Regions from separate parts of the Mus musculus genome. Here region 1 is linked to region 2. A link is a contact called in public HiChIP or PLAC-seq data. All regions are on one chromosome and are shown on one strand. The core of a region is the stretch at or near the end of the contact, and the rest is flanking DNA. Distances in the headings are between cores, read along the strand shown. Region 1 holds the start of Atp8b4 (ATPase, class I, type 8B, member 4). Region 2 overlaps Galk2 (galactokinase 2).

Region 1 (7,163 bases), core at 2,780-5,279, 550 kb after region 2:
ATCTTAAACACTCAGCCTTAGGCTCTAAGGGGAGCAGGAACACCATTCAGACCAATCATAAGATGGAGAAGTGGGAGGTCCTTCTAGGACCCTCAAGTGCACACAGATGGAATAAACACGACAGTCCGTCAGTTACCTACAGTGCGTTCTTCCTCTGGCCAACGTGATTTTCAAGACATTGTTCAGACACTTAGTTGTATTCTGCTGAAGTCATTAAATAATGACATACCACGGAGAACCTGGGGACCCTGTGTAAAACCTTGACAACATAGGCTGAGATTCTTACGTTAGTTTGGAGTGCATCCAAAGACCAAAGAATGTCTCCAATCATGAAGTATCTATTTAAGCGGTGAGATTGTTAGGTTTGGGGAGTTCTAGGGAGGTACTTTCACAATATTCCCTCAAACTAAATCAATCACTTAAGCCTTTCTCTTCCTTAATTTTTTTTCTTTCAACAAAATCTTGTTGGTTGGAAACCTAATCTAAACACAGAGAAGGATGGTGAGCGGTAGAGCTTTAAATCAGTGAGCCCAACCTCCAGAGTTTCTGATTTGACTCGGGGACACAGCCTGATACAACTGAGAGATGTGCCCCAAGCAGAGTGCTCCTGTTGGGTTGCAGCAGTGACTGGTGGCTTCTGGGATCAACTGGCGTTTAAATAGATAAGTAAAGAGAATTAAAGCCAGAAAAAGAAATCTTCCCACAATTGTGTGTGTGTGTGTGTGTGTGTGTGTGTGTGTCCTCACAAAAGAGTTTGAAAAGCAAGTAAGGTGATTCAAACAGGTGCTAAAGGGTTGGGGTTTGTTTTTCTCTTTGATAAGCCAATGCAAATGTGTCCATCCAGCCCAAAGAGTCAAAAAATTCAATTTACTGGAAGTTTTATTCCCTCTATGGCTGCTATAGCTTCACAGCAAATTTATCCTTCTGGTATACCTGGACTAGATACTATAAATTACAAATACAATCTTTAGCCCCTGTTATGTTGTTTTCTATACATGATTCATGACTGGAGACTTAATGTTTGCTATAACAGTAATAACAAGAGCTGATTTGAGCACTTGCTAAAATCTCGATACAATTAGGGTATTTCACAGGCATTATTTCAGGAGTCCTCAAAACAATGCTATTAAGTACGTGCCATTCCCAGCCTCGCTTTACACATAAGGAAGCAAAGCTAGAGGGAGATGATGCAGTGAGGTCAGATTTGAAGCATGAGCCTGCCTCACCAATGACAAAGGCTTGGCAGTTGGGAGGGTGGAGATGGTGAATGCTATTCTGCAAAGGTGACTAAGAAACTATTGGTGGATCCACCCAGGTACAAGAACAGAGAGACAGCAGGTACAGGCCTCCTTCACCAAGTCCAGTACTCTAGATGTGCTTTCCCTCCCAATGAAGCACTAGTCTCCCTGCCACCCTCTCTTTCTCCCCCCACATCCTCATTTTAATGTATAAAGTTTTGCCCATTTTTTCCATGTCTACATTCATGTGTACACAGAAATTGTTTCAAATATTGATAGAATTAGACCTGGATTTTGGACCACGGTCTTAACATAACAAAGGCTTGCAACACCAGGTCTTGTTGGAAGCAGCCACAGTTAAGAAAATTGACAGAGATCAGAAGGTGGCTGGGAATTCCCAGAGAGCAACCACAGCAACACACAAAGGAACTTAGTGAGATGTTAGAAACTTCTGAATTTTGTTTCATAAGCCCTCAAGAGGTACACGGGTATACTCAATTGTGGAAGCTTTTTTAACTTCCAATCAGTGTGTGTGTTTTCGGAATGAATCAAACGTCCATTATAAAATAAGATTACAGTTCCTATTGTTTTGTGTCATCTAAAGAATTCAAGCCTTACCAAGTAGCTTCTTCTTATTGCAGAACATCATCACCCTGAGTTTTCACCACGTCATGGGTGTCAGCCTATGAGAGAGAAAGAGAGAGAGAGAGAGAGAGAGAGAGAGAGAGAGAGAGAGAGAGATTAGTATTTGAAAGATGCTCAGTACCTTTATATTAACCCTCCTCAATGGTCTTTCTACACAAATTTAGATGACAAGTTGCGACATAATAAAGAACAATAAGTCTACATTAAAATACTTAAATCAAACCAGATAATAATAATTCTGTGCCATAAAAAATGCATGTTTGTATTACAAATATATTGGGATTCAGAAAAAAAACATACTTCAAAGTGAAGGCCTCGAAGCAACACTTGCCTCTGACCTCCTTCCTTTCCTCTTTCCTGCTGCTCAAAGAAGTCTCAGAAGTGAGAATTCCTCCTCCTTAGGGATGGTCAGAGAACCCAGAGACCCTTTCCCTCAAATGTAGCCATGAAAGCTAAATTGCTCTCCCTAAACATCCCCACCATAGTGCTGCATAGCACTGTCCAAGAAGAAATTCTCTGACATATTTTTGGATTATAGGTCCTAAGATTCCCCCTATGCCACTGCTTAAAGCGTCCAGTTCCATGCCCCAATGGGGGAAAATGTCACAAATGAGAGCCAAGAAGAATCTGGACAGATAGATTTTGTGGGCATCCTCTACTACATCATCTTTTGTTGGCTCAGACCATTTCTGTCCAATCAAATGGCTATATGGCACCCTCTGCTTCAGTGAAACAGCCCACAAAAATGGATTGTTGACTCAGCATCTGTCTTTGCGTCTTCATCTTGGAATCCAGAATTATTACTGGCTGGTCACCAACAACTCATAGTGTTTTCTCATCCCTGCTAACTTGTCTATTGTCAGTTTTTCTTAGCAGACTATGTTACATCATAGTGAAATTTTTGAACTTCTCAGTGAAGGCTTTATGGCAACCCCTGATAAGCACATATGTGTGCACTGGATTTGGCAAACAATTTTAATCAACTTTTCTAACTTATCACAAACACTAGGAATTGGGAATTGCTAACCAGGCTGCAACTCACCACAACCCAAAATTTTCTACTCACCTATCTATATATATGTTCTTCTCTTAGTTGCTACCCAACACACTAAAATAATACCATTATTATCTTTTTTTTCCTGTGTGTGGCCTAATTTTTTATGAGATAAACCCTATCAAAGATCTAAAGTGAGCCAATGCACAAACAGATTACACACAACATTCACAACCTGTGGAAATGAGCACATGAAGCATTGCAAACAAGTGGCAGAGCAAGCAGGCGTATGGAATCGGCGGCATTCTGTTGGTTAGAAACAGAAATGATGTATCTGCTTCCTGCCCAGAGAAGTTACATGCAGAACATATGGAGTGTACTGAAAGAAGTACCGTGTGGTCAGCCGCACGGACACCAAATAAGGGGAAGAATAGTACGTTTGGCTTAGCAGTTACAAAAAAAAAAGATGTTTAAAGGGAAGTGCATCAATCCCCAAGGTTCTAATACCGATCTCTTGGTGTCCAAAATGCCAGAAACCATCCATTTGTCTCCCTGTTACCTCCCGGGGGGGGGGGGTGCCTGACAAAAAAAGAGGTGCTGAGAGTAGGAATCTAGGCGTTCCTAGTGCCCAGATTAATAAAACTGATGAGTCTAAGCACAAAGATTGGTCATTGTTGCCATGTGCTACTAGAATCAGGAGTAATTATAACACATTAGAAACCCCCCTGTTCCCTCCTGTACACCTTCCATGCTATCAGTTCCAAGACTGCCCAGACCATCTCTCCAAAGCCTCCTCTCTGCCCGCATCCCTGCCTAGGCGGTGGGTATCATCTAGGACCTTACAGCTGACCACACACCATTCTTCCTCTGTGCTTATGCTCATAGGCCTGTCTTGGTCCAGACCTGGGAAGCTATAGACCAGTGTCCACATCAAAACTACAGACATCCTCGTTAAAGTGGAATGGCATCAGGTCATAACCCTGCTAAGAAACCCAGAAGTCCTCACATCAGCCTCAGGAAAGAAAGATTTAACACATCAGCTAAGACCTCTACCATCTTGTTTCTGCTCATGGGTCTTACCTGGTTTCTCCCTCCTTCCCTCACTTTCCACAATCCTCTGTTCACTCCTCGTGTCTGCACTTCAGAAATGCTCAGCTTAACTCTTTTCCATCTGGGGACCTTCATGAGTCATCTTCCCTATAAGTATAGCCATGTAACCACGGCCCCACCCTCTTCAACTCACATATTAACTCATATGGCACTTCCTCCACAAGCCACTTCCTATGTGTCCCACAAACCCTGGTACTGTTCCTCTCGGAGTCGATGGCACTCTAGACTGTATTTGTGGACTACATTGGCCTTCTCATTACTTCCCAAGCTTCAGTGGCATGGGAACCTCCTCATCTGGCCCATGGTTTTGTTCCTGATATCTGACACATGCCTGGCTCACAGTGCTATTCTGTGTGTTTATTGAACATGAATGAACGAAGCTTTCTATTTCCCTAAGAAATGGAGCATGGACCTACACATGCTGAAGGGCCCTCCCCTTTTAGCAATTATTCTTTCTAGGGCTCAAGCACCAGAGTGGCTTTGATCTATCATCTGTTTGAGGCTCCTGAGGGTTGGGAGTATTTCATTTCTCTTGCCCGCCCCTGTCCCTTCATATATGGCTATCTCCTAAACACCCTGAAAGCAGATTAGGACCAAGCAGGATAAGTGCACATTTGATGTCATAGCAAGTTGAAGAGCATGGGAAAGAAGGGAAGAGTAGCCAGAACTTAGAGGAGAACCTCGGGCCCTCCAGCTAAAAGGAGATTGTCAGGAGGAGTGTTCTTGTCAGTTAAATTTGTTCTTTGACAATTATAAGCACATAAGTAGTGCATTTGGTCACCACAGCCTTCCCTATCTCCTGCTCACTCCTACCATGCTCCCCTCCTGAATCCCACAGTCATGCCTCTTTTTGTTTGGAGACTCTCTGATTTTAGCCAGGAGCACTTGTGTAGCCATGGGTTTGGAACTATCTGTTTCAGCCTGGTGGTCTCACTGATGGGTACACAGCTAAAGTCAACGACTATCTCTACCCCAGAAGCAATCAAAGAATGCTTTTAGAATACAAAGAAATTTCTTTATGTTAGTCTTTCCTCTGAAAAAATACATAGGCAAATCAGTCCTCACCCACAGGACTTTTTTTCTGGTTTATTTGTTTGTTTGTTTGTCTGTCTGTCTGTTTTGATACAGGATCTGAAGGTCTGTCACTTGCCATATATCCTAGACTAGCCTCAAACTCACAGCAATCCCCCTGCCTCAGCTTCCTGGTTGCTAGGATTACAGATATTTCCACCACATACAGCCTTTTCATAATTACTTCTTTGTTTCATGAGGCAGGTACCAAAAGGAGCCAGAGCAGACGTTGGATGGCGTCAGGAGGGAGAACACAGAACGTGAGGATGACATCTGGTGCCCCATCTGGCCAGAAGAAAACGACTAATCAAGGTGTCTAAGCCAACTTGTTAAGACAAGAGAATTGTCCCTGGGGACTAATCTGACAGGTTCTGTTTTACTGGTTCATTAGATGCTGAGAGAGTGGTGCTAACTGATAACCATTGTTAAGGATGGAGCTAAAAGCATCTGTGGACTGCAGAGCACGTGGACCACATGCATGTGGACAGCTTTCCTCTTCTCTTATTTTACATCTTCCTGAAAGTTCTTCTCACTTGCAAGATTGCCCATAGATGAGGCTTAAAGGAACGCACTTTCTTCATTCCCTGACAGCCTTCTACTTTCACTCTCAGCTTCTCACTGTCTCCTTCCAAAGTGTCTCCGAGTCGTTTATCTTGAAGATAGTGAATATATCCATTTCAACTCTAAGCATTTTTACTTTTATAAAAATACTCTCTGCTCCATAACTCAGAATGTGACATCACCCTTGCTGTGGGAATTAAACTACCGAATGATTTCTAGAAACTTTTTCCTCAGTCGTTCCTGACTTGAGGGCTTTAATCTCTAAAACAGAATTATAACAAAGCCAGAAAGAATCCACGTTTAAGCCCATCTCCACCAATCCAATCCTTCCCTTGGAACACTGCCCAAGCAGGCGTAGTCTATGGAAGACTGCAGCCAGTGCAGCAGACGTCAGTCAAACTTGAAGAAAATGAAACTCCCTTTAATACTATATAATAATTCCTATAAATACTCTTCCTATTCCTCACCAAAATGTGCTCATCCTTTGATGCTCTTCCTCGCCTGGGTTAGGGTGTTTAGGAGATAGGAGATAGCGGTATATAGGAGGACCGGGCCATCAAAAGAGATGAAATACCCTCATGCTTTTTTAAATGTGTGTGTGTGTGTGTGTGTGTGTGTTCAGACACATGAGTGTGAGAGTGTACCACGGTGCACATGTGGATGTCAGAAGGCAACCTCTAATGTTAGAGCTGGCCTTCCATCTTGAATGACACAGGATCTCTTATCCACTACTGCATAAACCAGACTACCTAGCATACACACTTTCAGAGAGTCTACTGCCGTCACTTCCTGCCTTCCCATAGGAACACTGGTATTACCAATGCATGCTACCACACCAGGCTTTCTGCAAGCTCTGAGCCTCCATACTCATGGTCTCTGCTACACAGCAAGTGCTTTATCCAGCAAGCCATTGAGCCAGGTCTGGGCATTTTCAGTCTTGCATGTTCAACTCTCCAAAATACCCTTTTTAAAACTACCCCAAATCATATAAAATGGTAAAATGTCTTTTACTATAGGATAAATCATATCTTACCCTTGGCTTCACCTCATGCAAAGATCAGTGGTTCCCTCCTGTAAAAGTTCTAATAGCATAAATATGATAGATAAATAGATGGCAGATAGAGAGATTGATACAAATAAATACCCCAATAGCTATCAATAGACAAGGAGATGATCTTTAAATAGATGATATATAGATGATTAATCGACATACAAAGGTAGATAGAAGACTGATATAGACAGATAATTCAAATACATAAATAAGAGAGAGATCATAGAAGACTGATATCAGCAGGTAAATATAGGTATGCAAACACACACACTCATATATGGGTGAATGAAAGGGGAGTGTGAAAATACAGAAGAAAGTTAACATGTACACACACATATGTGTGTATATATTCATTTAAAATTAAATAAGTACATTAAAAAAACACAATTGGGCTGGTGAGATGGCTCAGTGGGTAAGAGCACCCGACTGTTCTTCCAAAGGTCCAGAGTTCAAATCCCAGCAACCACATGGTGGCTCACAACCATCCGTAACA
Region 2 (7,701 bases), core at 4,128-6,627:
AGTGCAAATTGGTTTTTCTCCAAAAGTGGAGGAGAGTTGAGATGTCATTCGCCCTCATTCAAGCTTCTCAAATTTCTGAGAAATAGCCCATTAAATCTTTAATTCTAAATACCTGCTACAGAGGATCTAAATGCTTCTCCATAGAGAAATGAACATTTTGGTTTCTTCCCTTGCACAAACACATGCCATTTGGCAATCAGGATTGGTAACCTCCAGGTCCATGACTGCTGTGCAGAGCGGCTTCCTTGTCTCAGATCTCTGGTCATTCATGTGCTCATATACATTTGTCCTTTAAGAAGACGGTTAATAAGAAGGTTCCTCTTTCCCTTCTTCAGCTTCATTCAAAAGAGGATGCTGACAGTGGGTTACCTATGACATGCATTTCAGATGCAATGGTAGAATTTCTTGAGTCACTCTTAGTTTTAGTTTTAAGTAGATGGACTTCTTGGAGAACACACAACATTCAGTATCAACTATGAAAGGGCAGGTCTTCTGGCGATTCTTCAAAATCACTGCACTGCTTTTCCCTGGTGTCAGTGTCAGGAAACACAGTAGCTTTACACGTTGTAACCATGGTAACTCCAACTCCAGGGGATCCAGTGCCGCTGGCCTCCAGAGCCATCTGCCCTCAGGTGTGCTTAAACTCCCCACATAATTAAAAACTGAAACCTTTCGGGAGCTCTTTGTGTGTGCCTGTGTGTGAGCTATAAGGACAAGAGGGCAGGTGCTTGCAGAGGCCAGGAGATGGCGCTGGATGGATTCCCTGGGGTTGGAGGTACAGGCACTTGTGAGTTGCTCGATGTGGGTGGGAACCTTGCTTGGGTCCTCTGCAAGAAAACTATGTGTTCTTAACTCCTGAGTCATCTCTCTAGCCCCAACCCACTTAATTTTTGACCAAGGTATAAGAGACATGAACTGGATAAAAGATATCTGTTCAATAAGTAGTACTGACGAAATTAGACATCCATTTGTAGAAGAGTTAAATTAGATATGTAACTTTTTCACCTTGCACAAAAATCAGCTCAAACTGGATTAAAAGCACCACTTTTTTTTTGAGTATTTTTTTATTAGGTATTTTCCTCATTTACATTTCCAATGCTATCCCAAAAGTCCCCCATACCCACCCTCCCACTCCCCTACTCACCCACTCCCCCTTTTTGGCCCTGGTGTTCCCCTGTACTGGGGCATATAAAGTTTGCAAGTCCAATGGGCCTCTCTTTCCAGTGATGGCCGACTAGGCCATCTTTTGATACATATGCAGCTAGAGACAAGAGCTCCGGGGTACTGGTTAGTTCATATTGTTGTTCCACCTATAGGGTTGCAGTTCCCTTTAGCTCCTTGGGTAAAAAAGCATCACTTTTAAAACTAGAAATGCCAGGACTGATAAGGGAAAATGCTTCCTGGTGTAGGCTTAAGCAAGACATTTCTAGCTTTTTTTCTAGCTCTAATAGAACCTCAAATAACACAGGAATTACTTTCCCTAAATTGACAAATGGGATTATCTAAAATTAAAATGCTTTTCCATAGCAAAAGTAACAGCAGAATGACCAAAAAGCCTCCAGGATGGGAGAGAACTTCTGCTAGCCATATTCCAGAAAGTGGAGAGACATCTAAAATAAAGAACTGAAAAACATTAAAATCCTTGCCAATAAGTAAAAGGGCCAGTGAGCAGAACAGACAGTTCTCAAGTAAGTACAAATGGCCAATAAATGTCCAACATCCTTAGCCATCAGAAAAATTCAAATAAAAATACTTTGCAATTTAACCCCACCCCAGTCAGGCTAGCTATCATCAAGAAATGACTGACAGGTGCTTGCAAGGATGTGGGGAAAGAGAGAGCCTTAGTCACTCACTAAATGGGGTGGGGGTGGGGAGTGAATCGGTGCAGCCGCTGAGAAACACCTGCACATGTGCGCTCATTGCTGCTCTACTCACAAAGCAAGAATGCGGTTGGCTTAGCTGGCCTTCAGCAGACGGATGGATAATGCAAATGTGTCCGGACAGATACACCATGAGTTTTATTCAGCTATAAAGAGAACTGATGCCATGAAATTTGCAGGGAAATGGATAGAACCCAAGCTCACAAAGAGAAATATTACATGTTCGGTGTTTTGTGCAAATAGCTTCTAAATATTAAGTATGTGTATTTTGGTGAGAGTAAATGTAGGGATTACACTTATACTATTCACTTATATATTTATATATACTTATATATATTCACTACTGTACTTATATAGCTTTTATATTGTATTAGATGTTGCAAACTAAAACAAAACAAAACCTATCAAATACTATAAGAATTTTTTCTCTTTTACATTGTAGAAAAAAGAAAGCTGAAAGCCTTCCTCACAGTGGAGAATATATTCTAAATCTCATTTCTGTGAATATTTGCATGTAAGTCTAAACTTCTGGAAAAGTAGAGATGAAGAAAAGCCAGTCATAGAGGCCACACGCAGGGATGTGGCTGCGTGGCTGTTTTTGCTTAGGGACATAAGCAGAATCTGTTAATCATATTGACCTTGACCATACAGTGTGGATCCATTCCTCCATTGTTGGCAGCACAGAAATGAATTTCATTTTTATCTGGAAATGGTTTCATTAAATAAGGAGGTAGACTTTCTGGTAAAAATGTCCAGGATGCTGGCTTAACCTGGAGAGACTTGCTTTGTGTGACAGTGGAGAATGGCTAACCAGGAGAGTTTTGAAAATGATACGTTAGAAAGAAAGCCACAGAGCAGGGTTGTGAGGGCTAGCGCACACTTTTTGTACACCCTGTCTTTGTACAGTACTCTTGCGAGGCTGAGTTTCTTTCATACCTAGTTATTACAGGGAAGCACAGCAAAGCGGCGAGGTGATTTTTATTCATTTTGCTTTAATATTGACAGTTGCCTTCTACTCTGAATTTTCCCCCTCTGACTCTTTCTCACCATCAGCTTTCAAAAACTAATTGATTTAGATTCATTAAAAGTTGGAGTCTTGTAGAGCATTTGAACTAAAATGAAAAACATTCGAAGCAAACTCAATAGAGATTTATAACCATTGCTTGCGTAAATGATACTTTTAAGTGAAGCACATTTTTATGTTTTTAAATTAACAAAATGACCAGGAATCTTTAGTGGGTACAAAATATTTCATATTTTATACATATTTCATGGCTTAAAATTTTCCAGAAATATTGTATGTCTGTTATATTGAGGGATAAAATACGTGACGCCAATACTCAACACTATGGGCAGACCCACTATGGGGGAGGTCGCACTGGGAGGTTATAGCACTGCTCTGCCACATACATAGCCTCAGCTCTTTGCTTGGGGGGCTGCAATAGGGTGGGTATAGTGCTGCTTTGCTACATAGCCTCAGCTCTTTGTGGCAATATGAGAAGCAGTGAGGTAGAGAGCTGTCATGACACTTCAAGAAAAATAGTGTGATTCTTTGGAAGGCCTGTCTGGCTGGGTGCCACCACTCAGCCAAGTTCTTTAGCTCCTGTCAGTTTGTGGTCAGTATGGAACTGGTTCTTTGACTGGTGGTAGAATGTGCTGAGAAATTGGCACAGTATTCTCGAGGCTTTGACAATTTCCTTGAATCTGAGCAGAAAACCCAGATACTCAAGACTGCGGTCAATTTCACTCATTCTGTGTATTCAGTAGAGCATGCTTTGCCAGGACTCTAGTGAGTGTCATTGGCAGAACACAGGGAGTTCAAGCTACAGTGAGGAGGCAGAGGGACGGGTGGGGTGGTCTGGGCAGTGAACCTGGAAAGGGGGAAGCCCTCAGTGCTGCGCTGGCCTTGCAAGCAGTAGGGAGGCCATTGATGCTATAGCAGGAGCTTTGAAGAACCAGTTCATTGGTGGCAGAAACACATCATTTGGTTGAAGCGAAGTGGATCATAGAGCATCAGAGAGGTGGGATACAAAGGAAGAGACACAGTCAGGTGTAAACTGTGACCCCAGTTCTTGGGGTGATGAATCTGGACAGCCAGAGCTACAGAGTGATATCCTGTCTCAAAACAGAAACAAAGAAGGAAAACTACACCCAACTGAGAAAACAGTGCTTTCTGGGATTGACTTTTTGTTTTTCTTTTTGGCAGCCTGCCTTCCTTTCTTCCTTCTTTCCTCCCTCCCTCCCTCCCTCCCTCCCTCCCTCCCTCCCTTCCTTCCTTCCTCCCTCCCTCCCTCCCTCCCTCCCTCCCTTCCTTCCTTCCTTCCTTCCTTCCTTCCTTCCTTCCTTCCAGCTCCTCATTCTTCCTACCCCATATTACTGGTTCCTTTCCTCCCCCTCAAATAATTCTCCCCTCTGCTTTCATGTCGCACATAATTCATTACCCCACTTAATTTCTTCCTCTCCTCCCATGATCCCCTTTCTAGTTTTCAGCATGTATGCGCACATTTAAATCAGTATTTTACATACAAGAGGACACATGCATTTGTTTTTCTGTGTGTGGTGTTTTGTTTAACATAGTGTTCTGTAGCTCCATCCTTCCCCCTATGAATGCTGTTGACTTCATTTTTTCTTTATGTTTGAAGAAAAGTCCATTACATATATGTACTACATTTTCTTATCTATTCTTCTACTTATGGACATCTTAGCATGGCCCGTTTCTTTATTATTGTGACAAGTATGACAGGAAACATGGATGTTAAGGTATCTCTGTAGTATATCGTGTTAGAGTCCTTTGGGTATATGATCAAAAGTGGATTATGGGAGTACATGCTCCATGCTTTCCCCATTGATTGGCTAGTACTACTAAATGTAATAAGGAAGCCGGAGAAGTGAATTCTGACAGCTGTGCCCCTGTAGTGGGCTCCATATCCTTTCAGTGCCCATGCCTTCTGTCAGATCCCTGGCCATTATCAGCAAGAGTGTTTGCTTGATGTAGGAGAGTGCTTAGTATTTTAGTTTGCAGCTAGGACATCCTGTAAGTACTAGGGAAGTTCATACCCTGAGAGCAGCCCAATGAGTGATGATTGTGAACAATGGGAAACATTCTTTGTCTTGCTTTCAGGCAGACACAGCTGAGGTTTACACATCCCAGTCTTTGAAGGGTGTCACTTCACACTTCTCTGTTGACCCCCCAGACGCACAAATTCTGTCCCTCATTGGCTTGCCTCAAGGCCTACTTAGAGGGACCCCTTACCAATGCAGGGTCTTAACCTGCTTATTCCTACCTTTTCACATCACTGGGGACAAAGCACTGTTGCCTGCTCAGGATCCTCCCTGAAGCAGTATGTGATGTGAACCTGTCATGTTTGCTGTGGTGAAAGGGGGCAGTGAATGTTGAAGAACTGTTATCTCTAAGCTTCTCAGTGGGAAACTGTGAGGAAATGACCTGCAGCCCTGACTCATAATCCTGCCTCCCAGATGCAAAGTGTGCCAGCCACGAAGGCAGCAGTGACACACTCCCTCATTAGGTTCTGTCTCTGAGCAAGTGATCTCACCCACTCTCTCCTCATCTGCAAGTCATCTTTCTGATTCCTGAGCCAAATTTCCAAGGGCTTAAGTGGCTTTCCCATTTTGCTCTCTCACAGCAACACGGCAGCTCATTGGTTAAGCAGCTGTGGTTGTGAGCACGTGAGAGATTCCATTCTTTAATTGCAATGCACACCAACTTGGCTCAGCAGACCCATTAGCTGAAAGTGAAATGGACGTCAGTCTAACAGCAAACTGGGATATTGCTGGAGTGAATTAGTACCTCTGCCCACAGGGAACAGCAGTGTAGAGGCTCCCTTTGGAAGCAGCCTGTGGGCTGCAGGCATGCCTTGCAGAGTGGTCACACAAGTTGCTGGGCAGGATGTTTTTTCCAAGTGTCTAGGACAACGTGACTGGGTCAAGTAAAGGCGGAGATGGGAACTATCAGAGGGAAGTGCTTTTTCTTCCCTCTTCTTTTTTTTATCTCTCACTTTTTTTTAGTAATATTTTTAAATTCAGTCTTTGAAAATGTGATAACACTTATACAATGTACTTTGATCGTATCTATCCACTACTACCAACTAGTGCCCCCATCCTGTCTCCCTGTCTCTCTCCCAACTTCATGCTGTCCTTTCATTTTATTAATTTAATTTAATATCCACAGTCATCTAGCTGAACTTGAGGCTTACTCCCTGCCTGCTAGCTTTCATAATCTTGGAAGTTACTCTACAAACTACTTTGCAGTGTTTGGGGGCACAATAAGCATCAAGTCTTACTTAGCTGTGAACTCCACTCTTACTCAGCTGTGAACTCTTTGACCATGTCAGACAAGGTGTACCCACTGATGTATTAGTGGCACAACGGTTCTGAGAGTAACCCATCACTCTCTGATTGGCTTTGCGGCTTGCTCCACAAGATGGAATTTATACCTAGTACTGTAAATCTGGCCAAAATTCTATGGCTGAGGAAGTCAGGGTCTAGGAGTGAACTTTTTGCTCTTGTTTGGCTAAATTGTTATGGTACCAAGATGCCTTCTAAAAATTCATTTAGGAGGAATTATAGATAAATGTTATTTCCAGCCATAAGCAGAGATGCTTCTCTGCAGGGACTCATGGTTTTCAAGGTATTAAGAATATGCAAAGATTGAGTACTCAGCCCTAAACTGGACATTTATAACAATATTTCTATGGCATAAGAGATTTTTGTTCAAGGAGGTAGAAAGAAAATAGAAACTAGAAGGAAAGAAGAAGGGCTAAGACATTTGACATGGCCAAGGAAGTCATAACCTCAGAGCAACTTTGGCTGTCTGCAGTGGGCCTTTATAAGACTGGGCCTGTCATCAGTTAATGGATTAGGAGGGACTCATGGGGCCCCATCCTCAGGCTGAACTGTCGCTACTGGTGGTTTCTGGTGAAGAGACAGTCATTGTTTTCAGGTGTGTACCCACAGAGGCTCCCACCAGGCTCCAATGAATAGTTCCCCACACATGGTCACACAGATGATCCTAGTTAAACTCTGAGTCTCAAAGACAAAAACAAAACAAGAAAAAACAAAGACATGATTATGGGAGAAGGACTTGTGGGGACAGGGGAGGTTTAATAGAACTGGAAGGGAGATTAGAGAGGCTGGGGCTTCACTGATCAGAAGAGACTTTATACATGTGTGAAATTGTTAAAGAACAAACTCAATAAAAGTAATAGAAAAGAGGAACAAAAACTGAAAAGAAAAAAATGATACTCTGTTCTGTGAAATAATTGAACAGCAAAACAATTGTATTGTCTCTGTTCCCAGTTCTCCTTTAAAATCATCTGTTTCAAGTATATGAGCCAGGGTTTTTTGGTTTTTGTTTTTTTTTTTTTAAATATGATTAACACGTTTGAAAGCTTTAGCTAGTAACATTTTAGAAGTGAGCAATTCTAACCAAACTTAAAACCATCTTTTGGTAAGTCCTGCATCCTTTCTAAAAGGAAGAAAAACAGAAGTAAAAAAAAATCAACAAAAAAGAAAATAACACAATTAAAAATGGGGTACAGAACTAAGCAGAGAGTTCTCAAAAGATGAGCCATAAATGGCTGAGACACACTTAAAGAAATGTTCAGCATCCTCGGCCATTAGAGAAGTGCAGATTGAAACAACTGAGATTTTATCTTACTTCAGTCAGAATGGACAAGGTCAATAAAACAAATGACATCACATGCTGGCAAGGTTGTGGGACAAGAGGAACAGCTATTCATTTTTGGTGAGATTGTAAACTTGTACATCAGTGTGGGAATCAGTGTGCAATTCCTCAGCCAAA

The links. HiChIP or PLAC-seq counts read pairs in DNA pulled down with a chosen protein or histone mark.
Region 1: an H3K27ac HiChIP or PLAC-seq map of embryonic fibroblasts shows a contact between it and region 2, with 9 times the contacts expected there. The contact joins the promoter of Atp8b4 here to the enhancer-like site in region 2. A contact is called at or near these places in 8 of 39 promoter capture datasets (the 3T3-L1 cell line, cranial neural crest, embryonic stem cells and 5 more) and 1 of 115 datasets of contacts at active chromatin or transcription factors (embryonic fibroblasts).

What each region holds. Positions count from the first base shown.
Region 1 is chr2:126,487,524-126,494,686 of GRCm38.p6, forward strand. Atp8b4 (ATPase, class I, type 8B, member 4) reads right to left here and starts at 4,030. Exons shown (of 28, transcript NM_001080944.3): 1 at 3,958-4,030; 2 at 1,857-1,921. The coding sequence starts at 1,887.
Region 2 is chr2:125,935,869-125,943,569 of GRCm38.p6, forward strand. The region is part of intron 7 of Galk2 (galactokinase 2); the gene reads left to right. Among named protein-coding and RNA genes, the nearest start is that of Galk2, 73 kb to the left of the region's middle. Within about 2 kb of position 5,378, at least 64 of the 459 cell types and tissues checked have an H3K27ac peak or open chromatin away from gene starts, as enhancers often do. A contact at or near this core is called in embryonic fibroblasts, where this site is marked.